Regions from separate parts of the Sus scrofa genome. Here region 1 is linked to region 2. A link is a contact called in public HiChIP or PLAC-seq data. All regions are on one chromosome and are shown on one strand. The core of a region is the stretch at or near the end of the contact, and the rest is flanking DNA. Distances in the headings are between cores, read along the strand shown. Region 1 overlaps LOC110255744 (a long non-coding RNA gene). Region 2 overlaps STARD13 (stAR-related lipid transfer protein 13).

Evidence for each region. HiChIP or PLAC-seq counts read pairs in DNA pulled down with a chosen protein or histone mark.
Region 1: an H3K27ac HiChIP or PLAC-seq map of skeletal muscle shows a contact between it and region 2. The contact joins two enhancer-like sites. A contact is called at or near these places in 2 of 47 Hi-C or Micro-C datasets (embryonic fibroblasts and fibroblasts) and 1 of 2 datasets of contacts at active chromatin or transcription factors (skeletal muscle).

Annotation. Positions count from the first base shown.
Region 1 is chr11:9,864,019-9,867,975 of Sscrofa11.1, reverse strand. The region is part of intron 3 of LOC110255744 (a long non-coding RNA gene); the gene reads left to right. Among named protein-coding and RNA genes, the nearest start is that of STARD13, 130 kb to the right of the region's middle. Within about 2 kb of position 2,230, at least 29 of the 83 cell types and tissues checked have an H3K27ac peak or open chromatin away from gene starts, as enhancers often do. A contact at or near this core is called in skeletal muscle, where this site is marked.
Region 2 is chr11:9,675,950-9,679,374 of Sscrofa11.1, reverse strand. The region is part of intron 1 of STARD13 (stAR-related lipid transfer protein 13); the gene reads left to right. Among named protein-coding and RNA genes, the nearest start is that of STARD13, 61 kb to the left of the region's middle. Within about 2 kb of position 2,129, at least 39 of the 83 cell types and tissues checked have an H3K27ac peak or open chromatin away from gene starts, as enhancers often do. A contact at or near this core is called in skeletal muscle, where this site is marked.

The DNA.
Region 1 (3,957 bases), core at 981-3,480, 190 kb before region 2:
CGAGGCCAGGGATCAAACCTGTATCCTCATGGATACTAGTCGGATTTGTTTCCGCTGAACCACAATGGGAACTCCCATCTATTTCTTATATATCTAGGGTTTATTTGAGAAAAATGATACTTGTAGGATAAGAGCAACAAAGCAGAGTAGATTATCACTTAATCAAAATTTATCCTGAAATGGGACTACACCTAGTCTAAAAAATCAAAGATATACTAGACTTGGAGGCTTGATATTTGATATTGAGAGAAAATGTCTCATATTTATTCTTTATTTAAAAACAGCAATGGGGGGGTGTTCCCTGACGGCCTAACTGTTAAGGATCTGGTGTTGTCACTGCTGTGGCTGAGGTCACTGTGGGGTGCAGGTTTGATCATTGGCTCGGGAACTTGCTCAGGAATAGCCAATAAAACAAAAGACAACCAAAAAAACCCAGCAATGAATATGCAGAAACTATATTAGCAGCAGTAGCAAAATTATAAAATTTAAAAGCACTTTTCAGATTTCTCTTACGGCGCGTCAGAGTTATCACTACAGTTGCCTGGGTTGCTGCTGTGGCATGGGTTCAGTTTCTGGCCCCAAAACTTCTGCATGCCACAGGCATGGCCAAAATACAATAAAATAAAATAAATGCACTTTTCTGTATATTCCTCTGTCCTAGGTATTGTAAAAAGAGAGTTAACAAAAGTGGAAGTCATTTATATGTTTAATACTTAAAACCATATTATGGAATTCCCTCAAGGCTCAGAGGGTAAAGGATCTGGTGTCGTAGCTATTACTCTGGTTACAGCTGTGGGGTGATTCAATCCCTGGCCTAGGAACTTCCACATCCTGTGGGCATGGCCAGAAGAAAAAAAATATATATTTTATAATGTGTCTTGTCATACAAGTTATTCAGACAAAGAACTTAATATGACACAAGTAGTTAACATGAATAAATTACTGAATGCTAATATTAATATCATGTATGAGAAGACGGGAAATTGCTGCATAATCAAGTAGGATGATGTGTTCGGGAGAGATCTGCACATTAAGAATGAGACCCAAAGGAAATTGCTACCATGAGGGTATTTTAGGAACTGACCAATTATTCTAATTAATTTAGTAGTAACAATTCTCATTATTATGTTAGTAACTATGCTGTTGTATTTTCTTATTTTAAAACTTGCTTCAAAGACCTCCTTGTCTGAAATAAATGATACAATGTAATAAATGTAGAAAGATGTTTTGCCCGAGATGAAAAAAGATTTAAATCATCCATTATAGGAGAAGGGGAGAAGACAAGGAATAATTCAAAACAATTCAGAACCATCCATAACCTCCTCCTTCTTTCTACCAGCTTTACTCAAAGGTCATATATACACAGCAAGTATTTCTATCCTGTTTAGAAGATGGTAAAACTGAGACATAAATATTTAAATATTTTACTCAAGCCTGGTAAGAAAGTAAGAGATCCACATGAAGAGAGTGTTCAAGTTTTTCAGTCCTTTAACTTGGGAGCTCATGCCGCTCTTGTAAATGTTTATCATTTATCTTTGAGGGTTTTTCAGATAGTTCCCCGTATAGAGAAACTCCTATTAAGTTAGCATTTTCATAACAATTCTCTAACGTAAAACAGAAACACTTCTTTCCAAAGTTTCAAGTGATATCAGAGAAAACCTTATGTGATAGGAAAAGCTGATGTGAATATTTTTTTAATTGGAAGTACAATTACAAAAGTGGATGAAATAGGGAAATTTCTGATTTGCTTCTCACACGTTGCGTATTCATTCTCTGAGCAGTTTTTATGGTCTACGCGAGCTAAGCTAGAAATATCTACATTGCTACACACGAAAGCCAAGCTCTCAGTGAGGTCCCGAGCTGAAGGAAGTGAAGGCAGGAAATAAAGTCCCTGAGTCATGTCGTGGGAATGTATGGCTCGTAAGCTTTGATAACATTCAACGAAACCACACTGTTGATTTTGGAAGATTTGTCGTGGGAACCCTAAGTACAGTCCTTACTCTCTTGGGGTGCATTTGTTTTTATGTTTCCTACTGTATTTAAGTGGTTTGGGATGGCTATTTCTTTTTCTGGTGTGGCGGCAGAAAAAAACCTTGAAATTAAATCTCTATAGAATGTGTCACAGAAGTTCTCTATTTGGCAGTTGTCCTAGGTGGCCAACTGGTCACCCTTATTTTGCTAATGAGAGTGAAAAAAGCCAAGCAAGGGCTCCGCTTCAATCCAAAAGCTATTTCGCTCAAGCCTCCAGCCAGTCTGGCGGATTGCAGTCCTATCATCCAATCTTGTTGACCCCTGTTCTCCTTTCAACTCTTTTTTTACTGGTAATAGGTGATGACCCAATGCAGTGTGTCAAAAATAAACTGAGAAAGCTAGTGCAAAGGCCTGGGGAGATAGAGCATGAGGGCCTTAAACTCTAATGGTTCTGTTTTATACGTCCTTTCCATGCACTCTGACGTTTGCCTCCATCAGGTCTGGTTGCTTCTCAATTCCTTGCAAACTGGGCATCTGATACACCTTCCTATTTAGACCCTGTTCTAGTTTATTCTTTCAATTTAACAAATATGTACAGGAGGCATATTGAGTGCCAGGTTCATCCTTCTAGAGGCTGAGATACAAGAGTAAAAGGAAAATCTCTCTCCTCCTAGTACTTACACTAGTGAGGTGAGAAAACAATGAGCAAGGTTGAGCAAAATGTATAATATGCTGAGTGTGATAAATGTGCTAGTCCAAAAAAAAAAAAAAAAAAAAAGAAAGAAAAAGGCAAAAGAGGGTAAGGAGTTGGCAGGGGTGGAGTGTTTGCATTGTAGATTGGGAGGTTGGTAGATGCTGCATTGAGAAGGTGGTGCTCGATCCAGTGGGGGAAGGAAACGTCTGCTGTGCTTCCATCCTAAGGGCTGGAGGTCTGGAGCGCCTTCTGTCCCAGTTGTAAAGGGACCTTTGAGGTGAGCAGCTAACACTGGTAGTGTGATATCCTGATGAGCACAGATTCCATTCCCAAAGTAGTTCTGTCTTTCTGGGTTTACCACTTGGTCGGTCTTTGAGGAATCTGCACTAACTCGTTCAGGGTCTCATGGGGAGGCGTCAAATGTTAACTCTCCCATGGGGCTCTTCCACAAGCCCCACTCTTTGACCTTGAGTGTAGTCACCCTCTGGCTAGTTTCTTTGACTGAGCTGGAAACTGTAGATTTGGGGGCTAAATGGTTAGAGGCTGAATAGATCCTAGATTTATATTTTCTGGACTTGAATTTTTTTTTTTTTTTTTGAACGTGCACTGCAAGCTTTTATATAGTTGATACAGGAAATAACTAACTTTTAAAAAACTAAATTTTAGGGAGTTCCCTGGTGGCTCACTGGGTTAAGGACCCCAGAATTGCCACTGTTATAGCGTGGATTCTATCCCTGGCCCTGTAACAGCTTCTGCATGTGGTGGGCATGGCCAAAAAATAAAATAAAATAAATAAAAAATAAAAAACTAGGGGTTCCCGTTGTGGCTCAGTGGTAATGAACCTGACTAGTATCCAGGAGGATGCGGGTTCTATCACTAGCCTAGCTCATTGGGTTAAGGATCTGGCGTTGCTGTGACTGTGACATAGGCTAGAAGCCACAGCTCCAATTCGACCCCTAACCTGGGAACTTCCATATACAATGGTGCAGCCCTAAAAAGAAAAAAAAAAAAAAAAAAAAAGGAAAAAACAAATCTTCATTTTTAGAGCAATCTTAAGTTTACAGGAAAATTAAGCAAAAAGTGTAGAAAGTTCCCAAATACTCCTCACCCTTCACTCCCACACCCAGTTTCCCCTATTATTAGCATCCTTCTTTAGCATGACCCATTTGCTACGGTGATGAACCAATATTGTTACAGTATCATTAACTAAAATCATTACTTACATTAGGGTTCACCCTTCCTGTCAGTTCAGTTCTATGGGCTTTGACAAATGCTTAATCAGCTTTCCTGAT
Region 2 (3,425 bases), core at 880-3,379:
TTCCATTTTGGTGCCCCCCCCCCACAAAGAGTGGGAACATTAATCCATTCTCTGTGTATCATAACTTACATGTTAATCTTGGATTTTTTTTTAAGATGAACCATTTGATTTCTGCACATGATGTCCTGGAAACCCCTGAAAAGCTGTCCTAATAGGCATTCTGCAGTAGTAATAGACTGCACGGCAGTGTGTGGAGCAGCTCCACGGGCGTTATTGTCGTGAACACGGTGCGTGTGATGGTACTGATTGTCTTGGATTGGGAGGCCTTGTTCCCTAGGGTCCGTCTTCCAGAGACCTGACGAGGGCGTGTGCACGCTTTTCCCACTTGGGAAAGCTTCTCGCCTCATTTTCCTTAAGTCGTTCCTTTGGAAATGGATTTTTCACTTGGTCTTGTTGTGTGAACAAGCCCATTTCCCAGAGTGGACTCTATCGAAACGTGTAGACTCACTTGATCGAATACGGAAACTTGGCAATGAGCCGTGTGGCTGTAAAACATTAACTAACCAGTAGAAGAGAAATGGTTTCAGAGTCCAACTTTTTCCTTTGCCCTTTCCGTGTAGAGTGAAATTACTTCCTCACATCCAGCTTTATACTTCAGTTTCTGACAGAGCCCTTCTAATTCTGTTTCACGTGACATTTCTCCTCTCACTTTTGTCTTCCTCTCCCATCTTTGGTTATTTTAACAGAACTGGCCCTGGACACGGCAGCTTCTATTCTGGGAAGCCTGTCGCTTGCTTCTGTAACGCAGGGATGACGTGGAATTGAGACAGGTTCTTTTCAGCTCATTAACTGTCAGTCATGCTTCCTTTGGCTGCTGGAGCTTGTGCAGCTGCATCCAGAGGTGCAGGCGAGCCATGCCTCCTGGGCTGGGGCAGAACTTTCCACTGGGTCACCCGAGGGAAAAGGAAAGTGGAAGTTTGGATTGGTCATGGAGAGACACCGTCGTTTATTAACATTTCAGTGCATTTAGATCAAATACTTGGATCTGGGGAGTGATGATGTGGACTTTTGATCAATTCTAAGCGACAGATTTTAGCTCTTGAAACGATGACAAAATCTTTAAAACCCTAACAGTTACTTACACGTACTCTTGTTGAGGATTCCCTCGTATGTACCAGGAACCCTTTTCAGCACTACGTATATTACTCTGTAATTTTCTTAAAAGACTCAAGAATTAAATTTACTCACCTGGGCAATAGACACAGTAAAGCCTAACAGGCCTTTGATATTCATTGTTCAGAGGCATAGACAAAGACTCAGAGTTAAATAACTTTCCCAAAGTATCCTGGCAAGTAGGTGGCAGAGCTGGGCTTTGAACTGGAGTCTTTGTGATTCAGAAGCCCACGTTCTTCACCATGGACAACCCTGGCACCCTCGTAATTAGGTAATAAGCCTGTCTACCCAGCACCCAGGCAGGCTGTTTGGGGTTTCTTCATCACTTGGGACCTCCTTGCTCCTCTCCCTCCCTCTTCTCCCCCTCCAGCCCCTCAAGTTGTTGAAGGACTTTATTCTGTATCCAAAACCAGCAGCAATTCCTCACGCTCATTCTCTCTACTAACCACCCCCCACCACTCTCTTGAGGGCTGGCTGCTCTTCAGCGAGGGCGCCCTGTCCAAAGTAAACATCAAGGCAGCAGCATTTGGCCTTTGGCAAGGAATCTAGCAAGGTTATGTAGGAACAAGCATACCGGAGTTAAAAAACCAGATTCCTCCACCCCCAAACTCCTTACCCACCTTCTCTACCCTGCAAAATGCCGCCCTTCTTCCTAGAAAGTGCCGGGGGTGGATGCTGTGCTCCCCCAGATTTCCCAGGGATCTTGGGGCCCTGGAGCTTGGCAACACATGTGATCTTCACCAGGGGCCGTAGCAGGTGAGAATCGAGGCGGGAATCAGGTCAGACCGGCAGTGTTCTCTGGACCCTGGACCTCTGCTCATCACTTCCGTAGTGGAAGGAAAGCATGTGTTCAACCAGGGTCTCCATTTCCTGAGAGAAGCCCTGAACTAGAGTTGTTTTTTTTGGTTTTTGTTTTTTTGTTTTTTTTTTGCCCAGATTGTGCAGTTTTGACCTCAGCCACAGCCGCGGCCTGCAGAGCAGAATAGCTGCAGTTGCGCTCTGCACTTGTAGCTGGAGAACAGTAGCCAGTCAGAAGAAAATACCGATGTTCTGCCAACTTCTGCTGTTTGTGAAATTTTGCCAGAAGCAAAAACAGGATCAAAAATAATAAACAGACCTCCTCCCTTGTTGGATGACTGCTATTTACATAAAGAGATTGGTGGGACTGACTGTGCTTGTGTGACTGCTCCAGGCAGGGAGTTTGTAAGGAGAAACGGTTAAGTTTTTGGTGCTTGGTGGCATGTGATTTGAGGTTTTCTCAAATAACTGGGTTTGTAGGCACAACCCATGATATAGGTGGTAGTGCTGCTTCTTCAATACAAGCAGCCTAAATTGTGGAGAAAGCAACCAGACACATGAATTACATTCAGCTACAAAACTTCCACAGGGAAAATGAATCTTGAAGACAAAGGAACAATGTGACTCTTAAGATAGTGAGGTTTCTCGAGTGAAAAGAGAAACCTGACCCGTAGAGCAAGCTCAGGGGACTGGAAACCAGGAGGCCTGGTTCCAGGACACTTTTGTCCTGACCTGATGATCATGGATGTTTTGATTTAATCTCCCAGTGCCTCAGTTTCTTGTTCTGTCAAATGGGAATCATCCCAGCTCCTGCTATCCAGTGGTCTTATCAAGAGAAAAGAGAATTGCTGCGAATTTGATTCAGATGAAAGGAGTCCTCCTCAGTTCTGGCCAAGTGAGGCCAGGCACCTGTTGGGAAGGGATCTCAGGGCCTGAGCACAGGAGCCATGCAAAGCAAGCCCCAGCGCTTCAGTCCTCAGCTGGACGTAAAACATCACTCTTCTCTCCCTTCAATAGTGATGTATATCACCCCTCAAGGATGTGAGAATAATGGGCCTCTCTGTGGTTTGTTGTTTTTTTTTAAGTGTTTGTTTCTCTTTCTCTCTCTCTCTTTTTTTTTTTTTTTTTTTTTTTTTTTTTTTTTTTTTTTTTTGTTTCTCTTTCTCTCTCTCTCTCTCTCTTTTTTTTTTTTTTTTTTTTTTTTTTTTGACCATTTCTACAGCATGTGGACGTTCCTGGCAGGGGTCACACCTGCGCCGCAGCAGTGACCCAAACTGCTGCCGTGACAGTGCTGGATCCTTAACCCACTGTGCCGCAAGAGAACTCTGTTTTGTTTTTAATTTGTTCCCAAATAGCCCAACACTACTAACTCTTTTATATTTTTTTATATTTGATGTGCTCTGAGGGAAAATGTAATTAATTAGGGTCATTTGAAACACCACTTTTCCTTCTTATTTTTCTGCCACTCTGAGATGTCGAGAATTTTACTTGTGTTTTTTACTCAGCTAGTGAAT